Linked DNA regions of Mus musculus: region 2 is linked to region 1. Evidence: chromatin contacts called from public Hi-C data. All regions are on one chromosome and are shown on one strand. Each heading gives the region's core, a stretch centred on a gene start, on an enhancer-like site or on the middle of the called end of the contact. The rest is flanking DNA. Distances are from core to core; before and after follow the strand shown.

Region 1 (7,279 bases), core at 3,639-6,138:
CCCACATTAGACCTACACAAGAGTATACAACCTAGTATGAGACTCACACCTATTTCCTATTGCTCCTGGCTACCTGGGATCTAATGCCTGTGCACAAATGCAGAGAGATGCAAAAGTGGCCAAAGACCAACACTGCAGTGATGCTCACCTACATGTGAGCAAAACCCAGTCCAGCCCAGCTGACCAGAAATATAACAACATTTAAAACGTGTATCTGAAGCCCGGCATGGTGGGCACGCCTTTAATCCCAGCACTCGGGAGGCAGAGGCAGAGGCAGGCGGATTTTTGAGTTCGAGGCCAGCCTGCTCTACACCAGGACAGCCAGGGCTAGAAACCCTGTCTCGATAAAATTAAAAAATAAAAAAATAAAACGTGTATCTGCTCAGCTATGATCCTGGAGTCATGGAGGAAACCCACGCTGGGTATCTGACCTCTGAGCAATTACTGGTATCCACGGAGCTGGATCTCCTCCCATCTCTGGTTCCTAAAAAACCTGGCTCGTGAGATCCAGGAGTCTACGGAGATAGGGTTGCGTCGGACCAGACACTCTGAGCGCTAAAAAACTGGGCTCGTCCGGGATTTGAACCCGGGACCTCTCGCACCCAAAGCGAGAATCATACCCCTAGACCAACGAGCCACGGTGACAAGCAGCCTCAACGTTGATCTTTAGGTATCTCGAGCTGAATGACATGCTCCCGCTAGAATTCGACTCCACAAGTTTATTTTTCTAAGAGTTCCAGGAAGCGAAAGGAGGAGATCGGGCTCCGTGGAGACTTGCCTGGAGAGAAAGTTCCGAAACGCTCAAGACAGGTCAGACGGCCCCCAGCGTACGATATGAATGACCATAGACCATCGTCCTTCGGGAAAGGGAAGCCAGCGAGTTTGTGTGAACAATGCAGTTTCATGGTGGACGGCGGCTCAGAAATTTTGTCCCAGGTAGAGCCAAGTCTAGGACTTCGAGAATGAGAGCTTCCTGACACGCCAGTCCACACAAGCTCAGTCGTCCGGGAGAGCCATAGAACCCGCAGATCCTGTACCTTGGCCAAACCCACTCGGGGCCAGACTCTGCCTAGAAGACCCGCGCAGCTCAGAGACCCAGACACAGAAACCACAACTCCGGGTTGGTTCTTCCGAAGCCCACAGCTTAGCGTTCGGCAAGGGATCCAGTGTCCTGCGGCGGCTTTGAAAACGCATGCTCGCCATGATTAGATTCTGGAACCGATCGGGCCCTAAACGGGGGTCTCACTAACATCCTCACAGACCACCACCTTGTCCCCAACCTTGTGACTCCTGGGAACGGAAGGGGCCACACAAGCCCTGGCTGTGCGATTGATACGAAGCTACAGGAGCAAACCTACCACCATGGCTCTAAGACAAGTCTAATTCGTTCTAGAACCCGGAAGTGTATAGAATTCCAAGAGGTCTGTGGGGAATAAGTTTCTCATCACCGCCCGGCTAGCTCAGTCGGTAGAGCATGAGACTCTTAATCTCAGGGTCGTGGGTTCGAGCCCCACGTTGGGCGAGTAATTTTGCTTAAATGAAAAAGCGGCCAGAAGTCCAGAAATTGGAAAGGATTGGAAACTGGCAGAAATCTGAAGACAGGAGAGATATAAACTCTAGTGCCTAGAGAGCATTTATTTCGTACACCAGGCAAAAGAGTCACAATCCTATGGAAAGTCCCCTTTTACTTAGATTAGCTCTATAGATTTAGTTTTTACACATTTAATTTGATACTTCATAAACACATCAAATTTAAATAATTTAAAGGTACAATAGGAAGAACATTAAGGACCCTATCTATGGACTGAATCTCTAGAAAATCAGGGTCAAACCCCAAAGACCTCCATACAATCATTATGTACCCAGCTAAGACTGACAAACGAAGAAAATATAATTACATCGTACATGTTGCAGAATCCCAGTGTAAGATGAACCAGCAGCCTCAGGGAGGCCTTGTGAAAGACAGCATTATTTAGGAAGGGTCCTTGACACACCACGCATCAGAAACTTCCAATTTTATGATATATCAAAGCCTGTATTTTGGGACGTTTTTATCGAAAGATGAAGCCATGCATTCTATGTATTTTTAAAGTATACTATTATTATCTATTTCAAATATGTATTCGAGCTAAGAAAATAGTATTCAGTGCCTTGAGTCTACCAGTGATCTATGCCCCCAAACTATAATTTAAAAATTAACCAGTTGCCTTGAAAGGTAGTCTCTAAATAATTGGGTTTATTTAAAAAAAAAAAAAAAAAAAGGACTTTTTTGAAAATACATATAACCTAACCTGGAGTCATCTGTAATCCTAGTGTTCAGAAAGAAGATGCAGAAGGATTTTTGAGTTCGAGCCCAGTCTGGTCTACATAACAAGACGTATGTATGTATGTATGTATGTATGTATGTATGTATGTATGTATTTTAAGGAACTGCAATGGAATTGTACGTCTACGATCTGAACAATTACTATGTTTGAGTATCAACTAATAATTGGTGGTACATAAAAATCGTTCAAATAAAACCATATGGTATTTTGTAAAGTGAAAGCGTATTTATTTGAAAACAAAACATTACCTTGAGCCGGCTATGGTGGCGCACGCCTTTAATCCCAGCACTCGGGAGGCAGAGGCAGGCGGAGTTCGAGTGCCAGCCTGGTCTACAAAGTGAATTTCAGGACAGCCAGAACTATATTGAAATGGTAAGTTGACATTTATTTGAAAACAAAACATTACCTTGAAATGGTAGGTTGAAATTTATTTGAGAACAAAACAAAATTTTGAAAGCAAAACCACCTGCAAGGAACCGTTTCTCTTCAGCTCACTTACCAGCTACCTAAAAGTGCCTAAAACACCTCATTACCCCGGGTGGGACTCGAACCCACAATCCCTGGCTTAGGAGGCCAATGCCTTATCCATTAGGCCACCGGGGCTGACGAGAAAGAGACGTTATGGATGTTCCACCAGTCTGAGTCTTTGGGTTCTTTCCGTGTCCATCAACCGTGTGTACCATTTCAGCCAAGGTACCGGCTCTAACGTTGCCGGGCCCCGAGCACCCTTAAGATCTAAAGGAGGACGCACTTGTAAGGAGGCGACTGAAACACGTACATCGCTGCTTTTATTTTGCTCACTGGTTTACAGAACAGGTACGCGTCTTTCTATGGTGCAAGATATCCAAGATTCCAATACTGAATGAGCCCTTTGAACCCGGACGACCAGTATGATGGAAAACGTGTTTGTGATGCAGGATGCAGGAAACTGGAGCCGGCACGATAATGTATGTGCTTTGCAGTGCCGGTTCCCTGTCCAGGATAACTGTGCCGGGTCTCTGTCCAGTCTTCCACCGTCTCTTCAACCAAATGTTACTTGGTAGGGACAGGTCTTCATGCTTTCTCTTTATAGAGTATACAACTGGCCTATATATTTTACTTGATACCCACCCCCCTCAAAAAAATTAAAGTAAATTAAACAACAACAGCAACAACTAAACAGCACAGTCGGAAGAACCTGAGGTCGAGTTTTGGCTTGAGGCTTGTGGGTTCCGGCCCAGTTGCGTTATCCTCGTGTCCTTTTGACTCTCCTTTATCTCATGTGTGTGTCTGATATAACATATTTGCAAGCTTTATTAAGCCACTGTAACATTAAAGAGAAAATTATTCTGCACAAGGCTCTGTCACGTGAGCTGGTACCCCGCCCTCCCATTCTGTGGTTCTCCTGGGAGTTGTAGGGATGACAACGGTTCCACTTAGACCGAATCCCTTAAATAGAGATATCCCACACACACACACCAGGTTAAATGTCAACTCAATCTGGGACATATTCTTGCTATTTAAAAATTTATATTTACACTGGACCTGTAAGGAGACGCCTCTGTTGTTGTTGAGACAGGATCTCATGTAGCCCAGTGGCTTTTAATTCCCCTGCCTCCGCCTCCTAAATACCGGCATTACAGGTGTGCCTGGACATTGTAAGAAATCTAATTTTCTTACTGTTTCATGGATTTTAAAGCTGTGGACATATAAACCGAATTTACTGCTTTAGTTATTTTCAAGTGTTCAGTTCAGTGACAATTGCATTCACCCAGATAGCCTACTGAGTTTTTTATTTTAATCAAATGTCTTTAACGTTCCCTTGGGACACCTCCCACCCACCACGTAAGCAATCCAATCTAGCATCTATTCGGTTCCTTTCCTTGGCACTAATTCGAGCTGCTCGTAGTCTGTCTTGAGATAATAACTTCACCTACTTAATACAAACATGCTGGTCTTCCTTCCGGGGTACCAGACAAGAGTTTGAAAAGCAAATTTGAGAATGGGAAATTTTAAGGTAGGTTTTTAAAAAGCAAATGCACGCAGCGACCACGAAGGGACTCGAACCCCCAATCTTCTGATCCGGAATCAGACGCCTTATCCATTAGGCCACGCGGCCCTACACTGACTCAGGCCTTAGCTCTCTCCATAAGACTTATTCAAGCGCCTACTGCGCATGCTTAAACCAAAGAAAAATCCTACCTATTGAGCCAATCTATTTAGTGACAGTCTCAAAGGAGCCTCCACAAGTTTGAACCGATATAATCAGACTCCTGAGCAGTCAGTCAGCAGAAGCCCTTCCGGATCCTAGAGGCTCGTCTTTCAGATCTCCTCCATTGGCTGGCCCTCAACTCAAGACCAGGGACAACCCACATGAACTTGCCCTATCACGTCACTGAAGTATCCACAATTGTCTTTTCCAGTCTCCAGACCCGTGCTGGCTCGCCTCTCTGGCAACTCCATGGCCCCAGCGCCATGTGGAGATTGAGACCGCCCGCATCAGGGACTCAGCGAGGCGAGAGTTATAGTTCCGGAGATGATCCTTCCCAGAACTTCTTTCTCCCTAAGCCTCTCCCAGCATATCCAGGTCAGCCTTGTGAGGTTCCGTAGTCCCAGACAGGAAGCACAGACCCGATTCAACCTCTGGTTCCCGAGAGCACAGTCGATCCCCTATCTACTACCAGGTAACTTTCCCCATTATCTCACGTATTTCAGAAAGAGCATACATTTTCCGGAGCACGCCGATCATGAACACATACATATTTATTGGCGCTATGTGAGCTCCCACGCCCAAACTGCTGCATCGATGACAGGGTGTGAAGAGGGGATGTAGGGGAAGTGGTGAGGTTGCTCGTCCTATAAACAGAGCCGGCGCCTGAGCAAGCTGCGGATCTCCAGGCAGGCTTTGCACAGCTCATCACTGTCTGGCCCCAGGACGTCCAGCTCACACACCCGCCTGTTGACCCTGTTGACACTCAGCTAGGCCCTGAGGGGCTCAGTCCATCACACCCACTGCAGTCATTGTCTGCTGGAGGGGTTTTTGCGGAGAGGTCGATACTTTCTGAAATAGTCTATGAATCCTAGGCTGGTCTCAGTCTCTGGTCCTGCCACTACCTCCCAGCTACAGGCATGCTCCTCAATGACCGACTCTTGTGTCTGTTGTTCTGTAAGCCTAAAATTTCAAGTGCTACCTAATCATCTTTGAGCCTAATACTAACCCAGCAGTTTTACATGAGCTCCTTGCTCTCAACCAAAAAGTCCCCCACCCAAAGGGAAAGGCTCCCCACCCCATATATATAATCATATAATCAGCCAGACCAGCATTGCCCACCCTGACCTCAACACAAGAAGAGGACCTCCCTATTAGCCTGCAAAACTGTACAAATGAACTGACCCTATTCTGTAACAACCCAGTGGCACCTCCCTTCCTGCACCCCCTGCTGGCTCCTTCTACTTCCCAGTATACCCCCCACCTCAGTCCCCTCCTCCCAATGGCTTCTGGTGTCCTCCTCTCCTGAACTTTATTTAGTGTATGTAATAGCTGCTGCTGAGTTTGTCTGACCAATGTGCCCTGTATTTGAGCATCTCTTGATGTGAGGGCAAGAGGGAGGGAGGGAGGGAGGGAGGGAGGGAGGGAGGGAGGGAGGGAGGGAGGGAGGGAGAGAGAGAGAGAGAGAGAGAGAGAGAGCCTTCTCCTTGCTTCTCCTTTCCCTGGGTTAAGTGGAAGGTAATGAGAACACTCCCACAGATCCAGCCCCTCTTTCTCCCCTCCTAACCCCGTTCCTCACACCTCAGTCAGCAGCTCAAGGAGATCTCTTCCAGGGTTGGCTCTGATGACCTCCACCAGTGTCTGGACAAAGTCCGAGCCCTTTTCATCCCGATAAGCCACACAGCCTAGGTGAGGGGATGGGGTCAGAGTCAACCTTGGGCTGACATCCCAACCTTCAGTGGCCTATTGTGGGTGGAAGAAGTGAGGAGGGGAAGCAGAGAGCATTCTGGGTAACTGGCTTCAGACCAGCACAGGGTCAGGGACTTCTTGCATCAGGAAGAAGTTGCCGATATTTGTAGAGTGAATATTTGGGTATAATCAATGTACAACAAATATTTACTGTGGACTTGCTAGGTACCAAACAGTGGACAGGCGCCTGAAGCAAGCAGGACTGTCCTGTCCTAGAACTTACACAAGGGAGCATTTGACAGGAGCTTGCCATTCTAACCCTGACTCTAAGGACTAACCTGTAGGAGGAGAGTGACTTAACTGGGGCTGGACTCTTGCTGAGAGTGAAGCTATCACTCCAAGCCATGGGGCAGGAAACTAGGCCCACCATAACCATAGGTTTCTTACCCTCGACAGCTGCAGAGACAGTAAGGATGTCTGCTTGGCCTGAGCTCCCTGGAGTGGAGATAAGGTTGTCTGCAAAAAGAGTCAACTCCCATTACCAGCATCCAGGGACTCCACCTGCCCCAGTGTCTTGTCATCTCTGGCTCAGGGGCAGCACTAGACAGTGGAAAGAATGTGGAGCTGAAAACCCACAAGCCTTACAGCATCCAGGCTGTATGAACTCAGAGAGGCTAGGTCCTCTTGCTAACTCCCAAATTGTCAGACTCAGCTAGGAGCAGAAACCTCAGAGTCCCTCACAGCTTAGGAAGACATTTCCTCCCTGGATCTTGGCAAAGCAGCAAACTCCAAGCTACCAGGCCTAGTAGTGTGCTGTGTGAATGGTTCCCAGCACCTGTGTGCCAAGCCCAGGCTCCAGAAGAAAAGCAGACCCACCTGGAGCATCAGCATGGATCTGAAGAACATCTGCCTGGGTTGGGATGGCTCGGGGTGCTCTCAGCCAATGACGGTACCATGGGAGAGCTCTTGACCCCACACCAGGGTCCCTGTTCCCTGGAGAAGGATGGGGCAGATACCTTTACTCAGTGGAACCTCAGGATATCTCTGGGCGAGGCAGGCTTGCAGGGGTGGCAAC
Region 2 (6,929 bases), core at 1,909-4,408, about 11 Mb before region 1:
GCGTGTTGCTAGAGATTACACACGCAAGGTAGCGGCGCTCTCAGAGCTGTGCCCCCAGCTCTGGACCTTCTGTGTATCATGGATGAAACAGCCTCCAGCATGCATTACCAATGAATAACTTGCAGTTCCTGGCCTTCCCACTTAAAATTCTGAGACAAAGTCTTACTAAGTTATTCAGGCAAGCCTAGAATTTGAGATTCTTCCAAGTCAACCTCTTGACAGCAGGAATTATTGACCCTTGTCACCAAAAACAACTGATCTTGTTCCCCCACCCCCTCTATTTTTAAACAGGATCTCACTATATATCCCCAACTAGATGGAACTTCCTTGGTAGACCAGATTGGTCCTAAACTCAAGAGATCTGCTTCTACCATACCACACCAAATTTTTGTTTCTTTTCTGCTTTCTTTTTTTGTTTCTTGAGACAGGGTTTCTCTGTGTACCCCTGACATTCCTGGAACTCACACTGTAGACCAAGCTGCCCTTGACCATGGAGATCTCTTGCCTCTGAGACCTCCCGAGTGCTGGGATTAAAGGCATGCACCACCATTCCTAGCCGAATGTTTACCTTTTAAGTAAATACATAGAAATACAAGTACCGAGTCTGAGGACGCCTCCCACGGGGTGGGCTGGTAGACCATGAAGTTGATTCCTGCTTCTAAGCACCGCTGTGCCAGCACTCGCCCAATGCTCTCACAAGCCACCACGTTTCTGGTACTATAAAGGTGTTTTTTAATAGCCCATTCTCGAGTGGATGCTGAAACAACAACCTGGCCGTTAAGATGCTCAACAAATGCTTCTACGTGATGCTGAGTCTTTACAACTCGCAACCTAAACGGGGAGAAAAGAGTTATAAAACAATCTATTAACAAAAAGTTGGGCCACTTAAGGTGAATAAACGCCTACGTGTTCTTCAAGAATTTGGTGAGCCCACTGTTAAGACAGTTCAATGGGTAAAGATGCTTCCTACCAAGGCCAACAACCTGCATTCAACCCCCAGGGCTCACAAGGTGGACCATGATCTAAGTATATGCGGTATATGCATGAACCTGTGACTATATGCACATACCAATCAACTGAAAAAAAAAAAAAAAAAACAATAAAAACAAACTGGAATGGGATTTGTTGATGCCCTCTTCTGCTGTGTCTGAAGACAGCGACAGTGTACTTACAACAATAAAAATGTGTAATTACAAAAAAACCAACCAAATAAACAAAAACCAGAAAAATCCCACTGTAACAAAAATAATAACCACCGTAAAAAGATAACCCCTACAATGATAATAATGTAGTTTAAATAGTTGAATTAAGAGCTGGAGAGATGGCTCGGCGGTTAAGAGCACTGACTGCTCTTCTAGAGGTCCTGAGTTCAATTCCCAGCAACCACATGGTGGCTCACAACCATCTGTAATGGGATCCGATGCCCTCTTCTGGTATGTCTGAAAACAGAGACAGTGTATACCCATACACAAAATAAATAAGTCTTAAAAAAAAAAAAAGTTAAATTAAAAAAAAAAAAAAAAAAAAGACATACAGCCGGGCGTGGTGGCGCATGACTTTAATCCCAGCACTCGGGAGGCAGAGGCAGGTGGATTTCTGAGTTTGAGGCCAGCCAAAAAAAAAAAAAAAAAAAAAAGACATACATTTAAAGCATCTAGCATAACTGCTTGTAAATCCAATGCTTTCAGTTAGTAGCCATCTTGGGGCTGGGGAGTGCAGTTCAGAGGTAAAGCACTTGCTTTGTGTGATGAAGGTACTCATCTAAACTGCGTAGTTCTCCCAAAATAAAATTTAACATTTATTTCCATGTGTATGATTATTTTTGGGAATGTATCGCTGTGTGCCAAGGTCAGAAGAGGGTGTCAGATCCCTGGGAACTGGAATTACAGACCATTGTAAGCTGCCTGGGTCCTCAGTGAACTCAGTAAGTGCTTTAAATGAATACAAATTTTAAAATGTATTTCATAAAATGTTTCTATTAATGAACTTTTAACCTTTATTCCCCCCATTAAAAAATCATTAAGGCTCAAACTTTACCCTAATGTGCACGCTAATAACTAATTCTACTTAGCACTCTATTCTGTAACAGCTTACACACACACACCTTTACTTACTGAACAGGTAGGTACACAGGCCTGTCAGTTCCAGACACTCAATCCCAGCCTCCTAGCCTCCTTTGCTAGAATAGCCTTCATGGCAAATGATTTCGCGGCTTCCTGTCCTTTAGATCTCAGCTTTTTGACATGTCACCTTCAGAGAGGCCTCAGGACATAGCCGCTTATTCTCAAATTACCGTTTAAGTTTTCTTCAAGGCAACTAACTAGTTGCTTGCTCCAAGGTCGCTTTCTACCCACATGTCATCTTCCTGACACATCCCGAGGCTTACCTGGCAGGATCAGTCAGGGGATTGGTGAAATTGGTAAGGTGCTAAGCACAGCTTAGTCAGTCACAAGCCGACTTTAATTACCTGTGCCAGAACTCACGGTTAGGCCACACGGTAGCCCAGCCCCGTTCTTTCCGAGCTACCCCTAAGAGCTCCAGATTCCGAGGGTTCCGGTTGGTGAACTCCGGGGCCACCGCTTCGTTTTCCTTACTCTCCACGTCGGGCTGCACGGCCGGCACGGAACTGGTTGAGAGGGCTGCGAACCCACACTCTAGAAAATGAAAAAGATCACATGCATCTTTCACTTTCCCACATCAGGTACAAAATCGCATTTGCAAATGCACACGTACTGTGCACAGAGCGCAGGCAAGGAGGTGGGGCGAGATTAGTTACCCAGTTTCCTGCAAACTGACAGACATTTCCAGAACCGCGGCCGAAGCGCCATGGCTGACGGGACCTGGGCAAAGTCACACAGTGCCCTATCTTCCTTTGCTCAGGGTCGTCTCGGGGAACAACTAGTCGCAGCCATGTTAACTGTGGGTAAAGCTACAAGGGCCGGCAGTACCTCGGTGTCTCAAGGACCCGGAACTAACAAGCTCCCTGGTGCTGAGTGGCCGAGTGAGCGATCGGTATCCCTGGCTCACCAATCACCGCAGACGTTGAGGCGGAGGGCGGGACACGCTAGCCGTGGCCAAGAGCCTGACTTCCGTTTTCCACTTTCGCGCCTTTCTTCTACTGTCTCTAGTTGACCCAGCGTCCCGCAGCCCCCTACTTCCGGCGTTTTCAGTTTTTCGCCCCGCCCAGCCCTCGTCTGTCAATCCCTACCGCTTTCCCGGCAGACCTTGCGGTTGGTGGAGCGTGGAGAGCGCGCAGGGCGTGTTACCCAGCAGGCCCCGCGGCATCGCTCGGGCCTTTCCACGCCGTGGTCCCCGCCGTGGTGGCCGTTAAACGGTCTCAGAGCGGAGCTATCGGTTGTCTGCGGCCGTAGTGAGCTTTGCTTCGTTTCCTGAAGATGGAGGGTCCTTTGTCCGTGTTCGGGGACCGCAGCACTGGGGAGGCGGTCCGCTCCCAGAATGGTAAGGGCGAGAGAATGGTAAGGGTCCAGCTCGCGGCGGCGCAGGCCGAAGCCCAGCCGCAGTCCGTAGGCCGGGGCTGTCCGCCGGGCCCAGTGAAGTTCCTTCAGGAGAAGCCCAGCCATCCCGGATCCGCCCTCACTAGCGGCCGGCTCGGCGCCATTGCGCCCTACCGTGTAAGGGAAGAATGTTCGAGAATGCACACGGTTGGGGGAGGCGTTCAAGATGGGTGTGGGCGTCCGTGCCCCAATACCTAGTAGAGGAGCTCCAGATAGACTTCTCCGCCACTCCCCTCTGCTCCTTTGTTGGGTTCCAAGCCGGTTGGAGCACCTCTGACATAGCCAGAAAAGAGTAGCTTTCACCGGTTCCATTGGCCCTTGAGAAGATGCTCATAGAATCTAGGTGGCTTTTGCGTTGCTTCCCTTCCCTGGTCTGGTTCTTGGATGCCCAGAATCTGCAGGTGACAGCTGCTCCCCCAGTAAAACGTAACGGAATGCAAACTGAACGTTATTAAGCGATACTTTTAGCTGCCTTTATCGTGGTTAACTTTAATACGAGTAAGCACGTGGTTTGCTGTGGTTGAATTTGTTCTTGAAAGCATTCCCTTGCAGGAACCGTGTTCTGTGTTGTGCTTTTTTTTTTTTTTTAAACAACTCTCTTAGAAATTACTACTACTTTATCCTGGTGAACTATCTAATATTCTTACTAAACTTGCCAGAGTCTGAAGAGAAAGGCTGAACTTAAAGGGTTTTTTCCCCCCTAGTGTAGTAGTAAGGAATGAACTTAAGATTGCTTATAATTTGAGGCATTAAAATCTTTGCAATCGGTGATATACCAATACTAAATAGAAAAAAGAATAGTTAACCTTCACTGGTCCTTAAGTAAGTGATTCCCCCCCCCCCCCACACACACACACACACACACACACAGGGTTTCACTGTATAGCTGTGGCTGTCCTGGAAGCAACTTTGTAGACCAGGCTGGCCTCGAACTCAGAAATCTGCCTGCCTCTGCCTCCCGAGTGCTGGGATTAAAGGCGTGCGCCGCCACACCCGGCTTGATTTTTTTTTTTTTAAATAGTAATTACAGACTTTAGATTTTAGCAAATCATAGGTAGTTGAGTGTCATAGTTTATGTGTTGTTCTAATTAGTTTTCACTGTTCATCTACAGTTATGGCTGCAGCTTCTATTGCCAACATTGTTAAAAGTTCTTTTGGGCCAGTTGGCTTGGATAAAATGTTGGTGGATGATATTGGTGTAAGTATATATCTAATTGCTCTTGCTTGCCTTGATAAAAGTACATTGTTTTAAATTTCAAAAAAAAATCTTTGGTAAAGTCTTTGTTTTTACCTGAGTATGGATGGCATCCTAGAGCTTGGTTTCTGTGTTGACCACTTATTCCTTCATATTTCTTAGGATGTAACCATTACTAACGATGGTGCCACCATCCTGAAGTTACTGGAGGTAGAACATCCCGCAGCCAAAGTTCTGTGTGAGCTGGCTGACCTGCAAGACAAAGAAGTTGGAGATGGAACTACCTCAGTGGTGAGACGCTACCAGGAAATGGCTAGAGAATAGTCAATTTATTAGAGTTGAATCCATGAGAGAGTCATACTCTAGGTCAGAAATAAGTCACCTTTTAAGGCAGTCTCACAAACTTTTGAAAACTAACCATTGTAACTAGTTTGTGTAATTTAAGTAAGGGAAGAACTTAAGGTGATTAAATAAATACAAGCTTGTTTTAAATACTGGAGTCTCGTGAATTTGGAGCCTTATTTAAACCTACTTAACCATGATGATGTTCATGTAGAAAATGTTACCAGGTTTGGACTTTTTTCTTTGTTGTTTAATAGATACTTTTGTATTTTAAATGTGAACAAGAAATCTTTGGAATTCAAAATAGAAATTTGCAGAAGTTAATTTGCTACCATATAGTGCTAATGGCTAGTCAGCAAACATGGCGAATAGTGTAACATTTTGTGAGTTAGCCTGCTTAAGTAGTAAAATACTGTTTGGTGAGGCAGATTTTAGACCTGGCAAAATAAATGGTGAGGGAAAAGTATTTATAGACTTACCCTTTACTAGGAAAGAATTGAATCTGTTTTTAAATAGTGAAAATGGACTTTATCTAATTTGTTCATAGACAATGTAACTTAAAAATAACCTTAATTCCACTCGAAAGAAGAAAAGTTTTTTGGAGATTTTGTTTTGTTTTATTATTAAGAAAACTGGTTTTTCACAGTGTTCTCTATTTTAAATGATCTTAAGATTTTATTGAAATTACTGGAATGATACCAGTCATTTCCATTGATTGCTATCTAGCTCTTGTTGCAGTAAGTCTGTAAATGTAATGGATATAAATTCTGCTGTATTAGATTTTTAGCATTTTCTGGCTTTTCCAGCTTGGACCATTTCCATAGAATACTTTTAGGTTTTTTGAGGCAGGATTTCTCTGTGTAGCCCTGACTGTCCTGGAGCTCACTTTGTAGACCAGGCTGGCCTCGAACTCAGAAATCCGCCTGCCTCTACCTCCCAAGTGCTAGGATTAAAGGCATGCGCCACCACGCCTGGCACAGAATACTTCCTAGTGGTCTCTATGTTGTGTTTTCAACGAGTTGCTACTCACTTGTCTACTGTGGTATTAATAATACCTGCTTAATAATCATGTTTTCCTGTTGTGCATATTGAGTGCCATGCATATTTAAAGCAATGCTTGATCAACAGGTAATCATTGCAGCGGAGCTTCTGAAAAATGCAGATGAGCTAGTCAAACAGAAAATTCATCCAACATCAGTTATTAGTGGCTATCGTCTTGCCTGCAAGTAAGATTGCTTTCAAAAACATGTTATTTTGTGGAATAGTAGTAAATTGTATCTTAATGTTGTAGCTAAGCGTTAAGTTGGAACTGTTGCATCTTAGCATTCAAGTGCTCACCTGGAGTACTAAGCTCCGTGTACTTTTCCCATTTGACTACCACATTTTTCTCCTAATAGAGTTTAGTGGCTATGCTTATGGGATAGATGAAAGGTGCCATGATCTGAAGAGGGGGAGCTGTCCTGTGTCTTTCCTCTATATGAAATGGCTGAACAGAAACCATTCCCTGTGATATTTGACAATGTGTTAAATGTGGTGAGATGCAAAACTTTGGAGTGGTGTGTTTCTATTTTTCTTTTCCACATTCTTAACAGGGAAGCGGTGCGTTATATCAATGAGAACCTGATTATTAACACAGACGAACTTGGAAGAGACTGTCTGATCAATGCTGCTAAGACATCCATGTCATCCAAAATTATTGGAATGTATCCTTGAATGTTCCTGTGCAGTTTGGCCCTAACTCCTTTTGCTCTAAAAAAAATGACTTTTTGGAATATTAGTTTTCTGCAGTAAAATTTAAAGTGCCATTTATTGCAAATTGATCTTATTAGAGAGAAACAACTGATCCTGCTACCACCTTTCCAACATTTCTATGGTGA

What was found. A called contact is a pair of places that touch in the nucleus more often than the background predicts.
Region 2: a contact with region 1 is called in a Hi-C map of B cells, with 7 read pairs. The contact joins the promoter of Tcp1 here to the promoter of 6330415G19Rik in region 1. A contact is called at or near these places in 2 of 39 promoter capture datasets (cranial neural crest and pre-B cells) and 1 of 484 Hi-C or Micro-C datasets (B cells).

Annotation. Positions count from the first base shown.
Region 1 is chr17:23,545,911-23,553,189 of GRCm38.p6, forward strand. 6330415G19Rik (RIKEN cDNA 6330415G19 gene) reads left to right here and starts at 4,889. Exons shown (of 2, transcript NR_126484.1): 1 at 4,889-4,990. It overlaps n-TRccg2 (a tRNA gene), which reads right to left and starts at 4,425; the gene lies at 4,353-4,425. n-TPtgg6 (a tRNA gene) reads right to left here and starts at 637; the gene lies at 566-637. n-TKctt14 (a tRNA gene) reads left to right here and starts at 1,450; the gene lies at 1,450-1,522. It also overlaps n-TRcct2 and the pseudogene Casp16.
Region 2 is chr17:12,913,171-12,920,099 of GRCm38.p6, forward strand. It overlaps Tcp1 (t-complex protein 1), which reads left to right and starts at 3,159. Exons shown (of 12, transcript NM_013686.4): 1 at 3,159-3,459; 2 at 4,628-4,713; 3 at 4,873-5,001; 4 at 6,181-6,278; 5 at 6,645-6,755. The coding sequence starts at 3,396. Mrpl18 (mitochondrial ribosomal protein L18) reads right to left here and starts at 2,921. Exons shown (of 4, transcript NM_026310.3): 1 at 2,777-2,921; 2 at 2,468-2,654; 3 at 600-831. The coding sequence starts at 2,828. LOC115488839 (a small nucleolar RNA gene) reads left to right here and starts at 6,415; the gene lies at 6,415-6,552.